Linked DNA regions of Gossypium hirsutum: region 1 is linked to region 2. The links are chromatin contacts, called in public Hi-C maps. All regions are on one chromosome and are shown on one strand. Each heading gives the region's core, a stretch centred on a gene start, on an enhancer-like site or on the middle of the called end of the contact. The rest is flanking DNA. Distances are from core to core; before and after follow the strand shown.

What was found. Hi-C and Micro-C count contacts between places; a contact is called where the count stands out from the background.
Region 1: a contact with region 2 is called in a Hi-C map of leaf, with 4 times the contacts expected there. The contact joins the enhancer-like site here to the promoter of LOC107945745 in region 2. A contact is called at or near these places in 2 of 34 Hi-C or Micro-C datasets (both in leaf).

Annotation. Positions count from the first base shown.
Region 1 is chrD04:24,636,612-24,643,587 of Gossypium_hirsutum_v2.1, forward strand. No RefSeq gene overlaps it. Among protein-coding and RNA genes, the nearest start is that of LOC121216154, 19 kb to the right of the region's middle. Within about 2 kb of position 2,445, at least 4 of the 9 cell types and tissues checked have an H3K27ac peak or open chromatin away from gene starts, as enhancers often do. A contact at or near this core is called in leaf, where this site is marked.
Region 2 is chrD04:24,189,775-24,196,207 of Gossypium_hirsutum_v2.1, forward strand. LOC107945745 reads left to right here and starts at 5,139. Exons shown (of 4, transcript XM_016879851.2): 1 at 5,139-5,792; 2 at 6,037-6,086. The coding sequence starts at 5,532.

The DNA.
Region 1 (6,976 bases), core at 1,195-3,694, 440 kb after region 2:
GAGACATGATAACAACCCAAGTACCATGTTCCGGTTATTTGATTCGGATGTCTCTAAGCGAGTTATTTCGCCCTACTCGTGATAGCTTGTTAGCGGAGTAATTGGACGGCCACACGAACCTTATTACGCGAGACATGATGATAACCCAAGCACCACATTCTGGTTACTCGGTCCGATGTATTCCCTCAATTTTTACTCTTAACATTCGTATCAAAGGAGTATTATTATTTATTCTCTCTTCTTTTTTTTTTCGTTTTTTTCTTTTTTCTTTTGGCTAAATCAAAGCTATTGAAGAGTTTATACGAAAAGAACTAAATAGTTAAATAGGCCAAACCACAAGTGTACCATCCTAATTTATCAAGAAAATTATTTACCTTCTATGAGAAACATGCAAAAATAACGACAACGGATAAGCAAAGTAGAGCCGTTAGAATCGATTTATGTTCCCCTCCCTCTACTTATTTTACATTGTCCCAATGTAATTTAAATTAAATTAAAGGATAAAACGTAAAGGTAAGTAGGGAAAGGAAAAATTAACTCCCTATGTAATTTAATGTCGTGGAGGGTGGTCTCGTAGGTGGGTGAGAACGTCTGTCACTAAGGTGCGTAAAGATTCGAGTCCTTCCACGATTCGAGTCAACCGAGATTCGACGGAAGTTGGAGGCTCCGTTTCGTGCTGGTGTCTTCGTCAGAACACTCTATGCGACCGATCCGTTCTCGTACTTAGAGGAATAAAATAAAAAGAAGAAGGGGTACCGGCAAGTAACCCCATAGAATCCAAGCAGTACGTATTTAAAGAGTCTGTTTTATATGCCAAATTCAAAGAACTAAAATTGATAGCTGATGGATTCAAATTGGATGCTAAACGTGTGATGTAAGTACCCAAAATTAGTGGCCGATTCGACCGTAAAACATGCTGAAACTGAATAGCAAACCAATAGCCTAAATTCACCTTCCTACCCAAATGCATGCACTATAGAAAGAATAATTCAGTCTTAGTTAAAGAGGCAGATGCATCATTACGTTCGAAAAAATTGAAAGTAAGGAATTTATGTATATATCTAAGTGCAGGACTATGAATTCCTATGTCTTTACAATGTTTCGGGTCGTACGATATTTGTCTCATTTTAGTTAACAATGCCAAAGCTTCTTTAGTGTCAAAGTCAGGTGGTATGTCGAGATATGATTCGTGATAGTCATCAGTTGTTAATTATTCCTCACTAATGAATCCTAAAGCAACATTAAACTTAGAATTTGATAGATTATAATGCACAACAAGTAAGCAAAAAGAGATAGCGTGAGGTTTCTACACGGTATTAGTAGAGCGGTTAAAATGATATGTAGAATAAAATTCAGAAACCAACTCATAATATGTAGGTTCATTAATGGCAGCAAAATCAGTCCATCCAATAGCTTCAAAATATTAATTAACAGATTCTTTAATATCTAAACAATATAATGAGAATGGGTGTACGTGCTTACATATAGGAAGATGGCGATGTTGGATTTGTTCGACTTGGTATGCCGAGTTGGTGAACGTTAGATTCCCACAGAATCTATTCTCCGGGGGTATAAATCCTTTTCCTTTCCGAAATCGACCGCGTTCACGTGGGAAAAAGTCAATGTCATTATGGGCAGATGCTCGACTTCCGTCATTATCCGTTTTATCTCCACTATTTTCAACATTTTTTTGCCATTGGAGTTGATGAACCAGCCAACGGTGGCTGTTGCCAAGCACAGGTTTGTGAACATTGCGTCGAACGTGGTTCAATGTCGTCGTTCGGGGGTTGCGAAATTCTTCTCAAAGGCCGTGGTCGTGTAGGTTGCTGCGCACGTAAGTTTGATCGGGAGGAAAGGTGATCGTGGTTGTCGGATGAGTCTGGCGGTTCATTTTGGTTGTTTGGAGAATGGTAGTCCGAAATAGGTGGCTCATGGGGTAGGTAGACAATGGTAATCGGAGTTGGGCTGTGATTTCTTCTATAAGACGTGGTTGCGGCGACGAAGAGTGAGGAGACTTGTCGGAGTCGATGGTTACAAAGGGCGGAGCGGAGAAGCAGTTTTGACAACGGTTAACCGCAGAGGGTGGTTCTTGCGTCATGCGTTCACGGGTGCGGACCATGGTGGGGCGGTGAATCGGGTTTTTTCATTTTTGTTTTGAATGGTGGTGAGTGGTGGTGAAAAGGGAAGGGGTTTATGAAGAAAGATAGAAATAAATATCTGAAAGAAAGTTTTTGTTTGTTTTTGTTAGAAGAATTTGATTGGTCAAAATGAGGGTAATGGGGTTAGGTTTTCTTAGGTGAAAAATAGGTGGATGGTTAGGATTTGATGGGTGAAAGGATATTTTTTTAATTTGAAAAAGGGTAGACGGTTGGAGAGAGAGGGATGAATTAAAATGGGGTATGGGGTTGAAGTTTTCTAGGTGAAAAGATGGCTAGGATGTGATAGGCGAAAGCTTAAGATTTGATGGGTGAAAGGTTAGGTTTTTTTTTTTTATTTGGGAAGGGTGGACGGTTGGGATGTTTTTGGGCTTAATTTTTGGGTTTGAGTTTGGGTAAGTATGATGGGTTTAGGTTTTGGTTAGTTTGTAGCTAATGGGTTAACTTGGGTAGTGAATTGGGTTAAATGGTGGTTCAAATTCTGTCTTGGCATGTCTATCTGTAAAATATAAAAAATAGAAAATTAAAATTAAAATTAAAATTAATTAGAATAAAAATTAAAATCTGTAATTTTTATTTCTCGAATTTATAGCTTAGCTAATGCTATGCTCAAATATTTAAGAAATAAATTATTAAAAACTAAGATTATGGGATTTAGTAAAATAGTCGTGATAAATGCACCAGGTCAGTTCCCAAGAAAGAAAGGTGAGTCACAATGGACATTCTTAAGTACCAAGTCTTTCCTTAGGTAGAACCGATTCTTGACATGCATTCTCACTTTCTATTTTACCTTCCAAAAATTTTATTTGCATAAAGGAAAAAAATTGGGTTGCCTCCCAACAGCATTTTGTTTAACGTTGTTAGCTTGACGACCTGTTATTCAAGTTCTGGGCTCCTCGAGAACAATCTCTTCAACTGTGTGCGTTTGAAAATTCTCGTAAAAGGGTTTCAGTCTTTGACCATTCACCTTAAAGCACTTCCGGGTTTCTTCGCTTTGAATTTTCACTGCACCATTCGAGAATAAATTAGTTATAATGAATGGATCTTTTTATTTGGATCGAAGCTTACCAGCGAAAATTTTTAAGGTGGAGTCATATAGAACTTTTTGTCCTATTGAAAACTGCTTCCTAGTGATTAGCTTGTCATGAAACACCTTCGTCATTTTTTTATAAACTCGAGCATTTTTATATGCATCGTTTCTAATTTCCTCGAGTTCCTAGATGTCCAACTTTCGAGACCTTCTTACAGACTCTATCTCCATGTTACACTACTTAATTGCCCAAAATGTTTTGTGCTCTAATTCGACTGGGAGATGGCACGATTTACCGAAAACGAGTCGGTAAGGTGACATGCCTATTGGTCCCTTGTAAGCTGTCCTATAAGCCCAAAGTGTGTCATTTAGTCTCAAACTCCAATCCTTTCTGTTAGGTTTAACAGTCTTTTCTAGAATGGACCTAATTTCTCGATTCGACACTTCAGTTTGCCTGTTTGTTTGTGGATGGTAAGCAGTGGCAATTCGTTGAGTCACTCCATATTTCTCAATAAGTGCACTTACGAGCTTATTGCAAAAATGAGTTCCTCTGTCACTGATTAATGCTCGTGGAGTGCCATACCTAGAAAAAATAGAACTTTTAAGAAAGTCAACTACGGTCGTCCCAGATGTAATACCGAGCATATTTTCTTATCTTATCTTTTTTTGAAATTGGTAATTTCGAAGGAACAGTACCTGTAATGAGGTAATTTACTATGTCTGCGTACCAAGGATGAACTGCTTTTGCTGAAAACAGGTTTTCATCTGGGAAGTTGTCTTTCAATAGTGTGTCGTCTACTGAAATCGATAATCGATTCAGATGGTCAGTTACTAAGTTTTCGCATCCCTTTTTATCCTGGATTTCAAAATCGAACTCTTGTAGGAGCAGAATCCACCTAATCAGTCGAGGTTCTGCCTCCTCCTTCCCTATTAAATATTTCAAAGCTGTATGATCAGAAAAGATAATCACCTTAGTTCCCAATAGGTAAGATCTAAATTTGTCTAAAGCAAACACTACAGCTTATAATCTTTCTCAGTGGTTGTGTAATTGCTTTGGGCAGCATCCAAAGTCTTTGAAGCATAGTAGATAACATGAGGCTCTTTCCCTATTCTTTCGCCAAGAATAGCTCCCACACTTCGGTCACTTGCATCACACATGATTTCGAACGGGAAGTTCCAATTTGATGGTTGCAATATGGGAGAGGAGACCAATTTCTGCTTCAGCATGTCAAATGCGTCTTTACAGGTCTGGTCAAATTCAAATTCTTTATCCTTTTGTAACGACTGCAAAGCGGTGCGTGATTTTCGAGAAGTCTTTCATGAATCGTCTGTAAAATCCTGCATGGCCAAGAAACGAACGAACTTCCCTCACAGATGTGGGGTAAGGTAATGAGTTAATAATATCTGTTTTTGCCTTATCGACCACAATTCTTTCCGAGGAAACTATATGACCTAAAATTAATCTTTTGTCAACCATAAAGTGACATTTTTCGTAATTTAAAACAAGATTAAATTCTAGGTATCTTTGTATTATCTTAGCAAGATTATTGAGGCATTCGTTAAAAGAGTTATCGTACACCGTGAAGTCATCCATGAAGACTTCAATGATTTTCTCGACATAATTGGAGAATATGCACACCATGCATCTTTAGAAAGTGGCCGGAGCATTACAGAGTCTAAACGGTATTCGTCTATACGCGAACGTTTCAAAAGGGCATGTGAAAGTTGTTTTATCTTGATCCTTAGGAGCCACCAAAATTTGGAAAAATCTCGAGTACCCATTGAAACAACAATAATGGGTCTTACCAGCTAATCGCTCGAACATTTGATCGATGAAGGGAAGTGAATGGTCTTTCTGGGTAGCTGCATTCAACTTTCTGTAGTCGATGCAAACCCTCAATCCATTCTGGACTCGGGTAGGGACTAGCTCTCTTGACGAGTTTTTCACCACTGTCATGCCAGTTTTCTTGGCCACGACATGAATCGGGCTAACCCAATCACTATCGGAGATCGGGTATATCATTCTAGCATCCAACAGTTTATGGATTTCCTTCTTTACTACCTCCATCATGGGTGGATTAAGGCGCCTCTGAGCATCTCTCTTTGGTTTTGTGTTATCTTCGATGGAAATTCTGTGCATATAAGTGGATGAACTTAGCCTTTTTATGTCGGCTATTGTCCAACCAATAGCTTCTTTATAATCCCTCAAAACTCGAACTAGACTTTCCTCCTCGTCTTTGGTTAGTTTGTTTGACACTATCACCGGTAATGTGTCTTTCTCTCCCAAAAAGACATACTTAAGGTGGTCTGGCAATGCTTTAAGCTCCAAGGTTGGTGGCTGCAAAACCGAAGGCAACATTTTAGTTTGGGAAGGTAATAGTTCAAATTGGTTACCTCGGTTTGTCAATGATGGTTGCATCTCCAAGTGTTTGACAATTTCTCGCAACGGTTCCTCTATAATTGCTAATTCCTTGAGATGATTTAAAATATCCATGTCAATACTTCTGTAAAAGACAGTTTCCAACTCATCATAGTCATGATATTCGAAATAAGATTGAGTTAAAAAATCCATAATATCAATACTAGAAATATTTAATAGTGAGTTGGGATGACCCATTGAATTTCACGATTTCGCCATCAAACTCCATTGTCAGTGTTCCGCTCTGAACGTCAATTTTTGCGCTTGCGGTACTTAAGAAAGCCCTTCTAAGAAAAATGCCAGACGAATTAGTTGAATTATCGTCCTCCATATTAATAATGTAGAAATCTGTAGCAAAAACTAATTCGTTAACTTTAACAAGGACGTCTTCAAGCAACTTTTCGGGATAGATGACTGACTTATTCGCCTATTGAATTATTACTCCTGTCTTTTTCAAAGGACCCGTGTTAATCAACTTATAAATAGAATAAGGCAAAACATTAATGGAAGCCCCTAAATCACACATGGCTTTCTTAATGCCTACATTACCTATCTCACAGGAAATAGCAAACATACCTTGGTCCTTGTATTTGGGCGGAACTTTCTTTTGCAGTAATGCGGAGACATTTTCTCCTACATTTACTCTTTCATTACCTATTAACCTTTTCTTGCTAGTATACAATTCATTGAGGAATTTTGCATAACAAGGGATTTGTTTGATAGCGTCGAGCAAAGGGATATTTACCTCTACCTTCCTAAATGTTTCGAGAATTTCTTTTTCCTCTTTCTCTTTCTTATCCTTTGCAAGCCTCCCTGGAAAAAAGAGGTGACATCACGACTGGTTTCTAAATTTCTAATTTTGGTCTGGCTTTTGGATCAGAGATTTGCTTTTCCCGTTACTTGTCTTGCCATAACTTTTGTCTAGAACTATTTCCAAAATTTTTCCCCTACGAAGAGTTATTGCACTTGTATTTTGCCGAGGATTCGACCCTGTCTAGGAAGGTAATTTACCTTGAGATTCCAAACGATTAATTGCCATCGAGAGTTTATTAACTTGATTAGTTAACTCTTGTATTGATGCGTCTGTCCTCTGTTGATATTTTATAGTATCGACGGTAAGTCTTTCCATAACTTTTAGAGATGTGCTTGGCGTGAGTGGTGGTTGCGGAGGTCTCGGTTGGTATGATGGGTTATATCGGGGATTAGCTCCATAATTCAAGTTGGGATGATCCTTTCACCTGGGATTGTAAGTGTTGGAGAAATGATTATAACGTCTTTGCGGAGGTTCTGGAAAATCTCCGACAACATCAACATGTGCCGTTGAATTATTGTTAAGAATTGGGCACAAATTCGTCAGATGTTCAGACATAG
Region 2 (6,433 bases), core at 3,889-6,388:
ATATATTGGATAAGCCTGAGATGAATGAAATTTTGGCATGTAATTGATGGTTTAAATGTGTTTTTTAACCTAGGAATTAATCTAGATATGTCATGTCTTGTTGTGTAAGGAATAATGTATGAAATTTCTTGATTTAGAGGTAAAAAATGGTGCACACTGTCTGGGACATGGGCTGTCACACAGCCGTGTGCCACAGACAGTCACCACGCATGGCCATGTGTAATTATTGATTTTAGGTGCAGTACCCACACGGCTTGCGACACGACCGTGTGACCCTTTTTTGAATACTCACACGGGCGGACACACGGGCTGGGACACGGCCATGTGTCTTGACTTCGAATGTTCACACGGTCTGGACTGTGTCACACGACCGTGTGGCCCTTATTTCTCAAATTTTCACGTTTTCCTAAAATTTTCTATTTTGTTTCATTTTGACCCTGGATTGTTTCTAAACTATTTTTAGGGCCCTTGAAGCCATATTTAAGGCCCATAAGTGTATATATACTATGAATTGATTTTTTTTGTTATATGGTTATAAATTATTTGTTTAATTATTTTGAAGTGAAGTGAAATGTCCTATTTTTCTTAGTAACATTTCGTAACCTTAATTCGATAACGGAGACAGGTTAGGGGTGTTATACTTTTCCTAAAATATATGGCATGCTTATCATATATATGCATGAACATACTTTTTAGTTAATTTAAATATCATGCTATCAAAAAAGGCATGAATTAAATGATTCTGACTACCCAAAGTTTCCATGATTTCATCCTAAAAAAATAAATAAATTTACATTTATTATCTTGAAGCATATTTGGGTCTTCTATGTGAAAGTCAAATATTCTGGTTTTGGATTTTCCAAAATCCAAAAGACTTGGAAAATCACCGAAGGGGTCTACCATTGAAATGCCGTCCCCATCATAGGTTACTGTTGTCGCTGCCACCAATGGCACTATCATTAACGCCGTCACTGTCGCCGGCCAAACCACTACTTGCCACCATCAATCGGCCCATTATCGGCCACCCCCGACTTTCTCCATTCGGCCCACTACTGGTATTTTTTTATTGGCTAGGTTAATTTTGCGTCGTCTCGAACAGTTTTGGATATGTCTCGGTTATCCGAGATTCGTCGAAAAAAATTGGTTACAAAAACCCTAAGTCTTTTTCTAGTTCACATGAATTATTCAAAAAAAATTATGTATAGATGATAGTCACAATCTAATTACATATCCAAAAAATTAACAAAGCCTAAATTTGCACCCAATCAATTTCTAGAAATCTCAATTTTGGAAAAATTATTTATCACATATATTTATTAAAATAATAAAATATATTCATTCATATACTTAATCCCAAATTATGCATTTAATCAAAGAATGACACACCTTATAAAAAATAATCCAACATGAATAAGAGAGAATTTAGTATCGATTTATATTATAAATATAGCACAACCTTACTTTGATACCAATTATTGGAAAATTCGGTTAACAAAACGATTTTCAATTGCAACAGAAGTTTAAAAGTTTTGGAAATTAAGCCAGTTTATGATATTTATAGCAATAAACCTTTTCTCGAAAAGTACATGTGCTTTATGCAAGACGAATTTGTATCATTCCCAGTACACTCCTTATCATATCATGGTGTGCTCACACTTGAGGAGTGTTTATACTTAAAAAACCAGGTGGATGGCTCCTTTTGAGAAGAATAGGTGGTCATACCCAAAGAAGTTGATGACAGATGGCCCATCAAGACATTACTTCATATGGAGTCAACGGGGAAATTAACGATGCCTTGGATGCTTACACATGTCTCAATAGTGTAGGGAATTAACATATCTCAATTTAAGTAAACAACAACTTGATTATTAATTCAATCAAACACATAATTTTTATAATTTAATTCTATTCTTATCAGTTTAATTGGTATCATTTTCTTTCCATTGAGAATATTTTTTATATAAGTTCAATTACAAAATAATTTAAAATTGGGTAAATAGATCGCAAGTCACCCTAAAATAGTGTCGTTCTTATTTAAGTGATGCTAATTTTTTTTGTCAATTTAGTCCCTTTAATTAAGATAATTATTTGGATTGCTCACTTCTGTTAAAAATTTCATTAATCTACTAATGGATTGCTGACATGGCTTTTTTGTTTTTTTTTTACTTTTGACTAAAGCCAGAGAGCTCTCTATAATTAGTCTAATACATTATTTTTTAGTTTATTTGCAACATGAAGATTTCAATGGTGGCATAATCAACATTTAAATCCTGTTTAAGAAGAAGGAATCAAATGATAGCAACAATGAACCATGATCATGACCCTACTTACCAGCATGACACCAGCGACCACCCTACGACCACCAACTACCACAACTAGGCTAAAGTTTTTGATGAAGCTAATGTTATTAATGCATCATTTGTTAACAAAAAAAATGAAAATCATTCATATCACACAACCAATTAAGCTTCATTTTTTTATATTTTGTTGTCCAAATATACATATTTTCCTCCATAACCTTATATCATAGAATTATTCGATAAAAGGGTACTAGAATGAATAATAAAGCAGTCACCAACCATTAGAATAGTTTAGGAATTATAGAAAATTGACCAAGAAAACTACCAAAAATATTAATTTTTTACTTAAAAAGAAAAAAAATGAACTTTCTAAACTCAAATTTTCTCTTTAAAATATAGGTGTAAAGCAATTTTTTTTCTTTTTTTCCTTTCCCTTTTTAATATTTAATTTTGATGTTAGGATTTTTTATTTTTCTATTTGTTCTTAAGAAGCATGGAACATGGAAAAGGTAAAATAATAACCTTGATTGAACCTAGTTTTAGCTAACTCACTTTTATGATAAGACTAAAACAAGTTTAGAACTCAAGATCAGAGTTTCATTTTTCTCTTAGTTTTTCAGCAACAAAACAGAGAACGAAAAAAAAGGAAACCTCAATACTGGAAACAAATCATGAATAAATTTCAGACATTTCTACATTAGAAAGGGTGGTTAGTGATGTCATGCTAGCAAGTAGGCTCATCAAAAAGGGTGGGATCACATTAGAAGGTTAGGAACTCTTTATACGATCAAGTCTCTAGCTAACCGTTTAGTGTTGAAACAACGTCTATTTACGTTTTGCATGAATGAATGTGAGCTTATTAGAGATCACATTAGTCAATTTATTACTCTACTATTGTGCTCTTTACCCTCTTTATACAAGTCTTTCAAGTAGATCTTGATTTATAGCAGAGACAAACTCTCATTTAAAGATGTGAAAGGTCCTTTGTTGAGTAAAGAAAAACTCAACAATGAGTTTGGTTCGGATAGTAAGGCAGATAGGTAAACTTCCATTTTGGTAGCATCAAAGAAGCGAGACAAAAGGTTTCACTATTGTAATAAGTTAGGTCACGTCAAAGTAGATTATTATAATATGTGAAATAAAAGGGTTGTTGAGAGTAACAAGGAAGATGTAGCTGGTGTTAATTTGGTCAACAAAAGCGGTGATGATTTCTTATTACTGTCAACGAGTGATAGCTCCGAGCTTATGTCTGAGTCAATCCTAGATTCGGGATGTTCTTTCTATATGTGTCCCAACAGAGAATGGTTCTCCATATACAGTTCAGTTGAAGATGGAGTTGTGCGCATGAGAAACGATTCATCCAGTAAGGTAATCGACATTGGACTGTTAAAATTAATATGTACGAAAGGATGATTAGGACACTCTTAGATGTCAGGTTTCTACCTGATTTACGAAAGAATCTCATCTCCTTGAGTATTTTAGACTCGAAAGGTTGCAGAATCAACATCGAGTCGAGCAACATTAAGGTGTCTCATGGGGCTCTCGTTTTGTTAAAAGGTAAAAGGACCAATAACCTTTATATTTTGGAAGGTTCAACACTGACCGGTGAAATCAAGCGTCTCTCGTCCATTACAGAGTCGAAGTCAACTAGTTTGGAGCGGAGGCAACTTAGTCATAGGAGGGAAAAATGTATGAACATTTTGTTGAAGAGATGTTCTCTTTCAGATACAGGTTTTGAAAAGTTAAGGCGCTGTGTTCGTGAAAATCAAACTCGAGTTAGTTTTGATTTGGCAGTGCACAAGTCAAAGGCTAGAGGTCTTCTTGCTTTTAAGCACAAATTCGACTCAGTTAATTCCCTACATTGTTCAAGATAGGCCGATGGCAAGTTTTGGCAAAGATGGTGTTGTGGAAATATGAGTCAAGGTGGAGATTTGTTGAGTATGCCTCATATTTCAGTCAAATTGTAGAGATAATCTCCCAGTTAAACTCTATTTATTTGTTTCAGTCGAACTTTGATTAGTCTAGATTAGTTTATTATTATTTGACCTACGAATTTAGCCTATAAAGAGGCTCTTTTATAACCTTAGAAAAGACATCCATTAAAAAATTAAAACTCATAACACTTTTGGTAAATTTTGTGTTTACGTTTAGAGGGTTCTTTATTTTCGAGTTTCGCGGTTTAGTTTTTATCTCTATCTTTTGTAGTCTTCATTCTTTTGCCATTATAGTAAAATTATCTTTCTTCGTAATTTTTTATCTTCTTTGGAGGGATTTTTTCACGTTAAATTTGTGTGTTCAAATTCTCAATTTCTTCTGCTATTTTTACTTATTCGTTGCTTAATCAGGTCTATCCCCAACACATATGTTGCAAATAAAAATAAAGTGATTTTGACTAATATAGAGAGGTCTCTAACTTTTGTCAAAGTTAAAAAAATATTATGTTAACAACTCGATGGATTAACGAAATTTTTAACATCTGTGACTAATTCAAATAATTATATTAATTAAAGTGACTAAATTGAAAAGAAATTAAAGTTGCCAAAATAGGAACAACGGTAATTTAAGATGACTTGCAGTATAATTTACCCTTTAAAATTAGAAAAAAAATGATTAAAAAAATATAGGAATTGAAACACTTTATTTATCTAGGATATATCGAGAAGAATAAAAAATAGAATAGAAAAAAAAAGGTAGAGTTAATATAATTTTTTAAAAATAAAAAGGGGGGCATCAATTAACAGATCAGAGTCGTTGCTGTTAGAGAGGAGAAGAGAGGGACCCACCAATCTCATCCAAAAAGTATAAACGATAAAACTACCCACTCCCATCATTTGGTTTCTCCCCTCGTTTCCACCCTGGCCTTCCCCTCCCGATTCCTCCACCGTTTACCTTCTCAACCGGTTACCACCTTCCCACGTGCTCCCCACGTGCATCACCCCTTCTTCCCCTTTCTGTGGTGCAACAAATAAAAGTTAGAGAGAGAAACAAATTACTGAATAATATTAAAAAAATTAGTAGTAATTATTATAAATATTTGGGTTTTGCATTTATTTTTCCATATATTCTCCTTTCTTTTATTTCTCTCTCAAAGCAAAATCAGACTTTTTTTTTTCTTGTCTTTGCCTTGTAAAGATTGATTATATCTTGCTTAGCTTTGGTTTGGTTTCCTTGAGTGTTTTGTTTTTTTATTTTCTCGAGAGAGAAAGAAAGGGAAAATCTTATCTCGCATCGATGAGGATCAGGAAAAGACAGGTTCCGCTACCTTTCTCTTCCATTTCACCAGTACCCCTTTCATCAGATCCCAACTTTAACCGCCCTCCGGTAGCGGTGGTGCAACTCCCGCTACGGCAGCAACAACCACCCACTCCTTGCTGCTTTGATCCTCACTACCCTTCTCAATCTGATCATCCGATCGGCCAAGCACTGCCAACCCAACCCCGTGATGGAACAACACATGGAAAACAACTCACGAAGAACAAACAAGACTACTTGGTTAGTTAGTTCAATGATTCAATCCTTACAAACAACTAAATAGTACATCTTATTTCCTTTCTTTCATTTTTATCATAGTTTTAACTTTGTTTCTGAGACTGCACTAGTGTTCAACGTAACAAAAAGAAATAAAGCATCTCTTGTTTGAATTCTCTTTTTACTTTGATTAATTTGCACCCATGAAAGTTGCATCAGGTAAAATTACAAACTTGCTAAGTGGGACCTTTTTTATTTCTTTTTGTAGGTTTTGAAGCCTGGAGGAGAAGAAGAAGAGGAGAAGATTAATGACACCAGGTAAGAACTGAAGGGCTAAAAAAGTTTAAATTAAAAACAAAAACCAAATTTCTTCTGTTATTTCATAAAATCTTGTAGTAAAAAGGTGAAAAAAAAAAGAAGGGTCTTGATCTTAACTTTTTAACCAACACCAACACTAAAATGAAAGAATTCTACAAAAATGAAAATAATACTGTAACTGGAAATACTGTTTTTAGGTGTTTTTATTTCAGCTTTGGCTAGCAACCATACCTTCCTATCTAATCTAATCTTTTTTTCTTTTTTCTTTTATCTTCAATTTTGGTTAACTAATATATATGTCCATGCGGTGCACGTTAGCATCGGATGCTGGTCCCCGTCTCAACTCT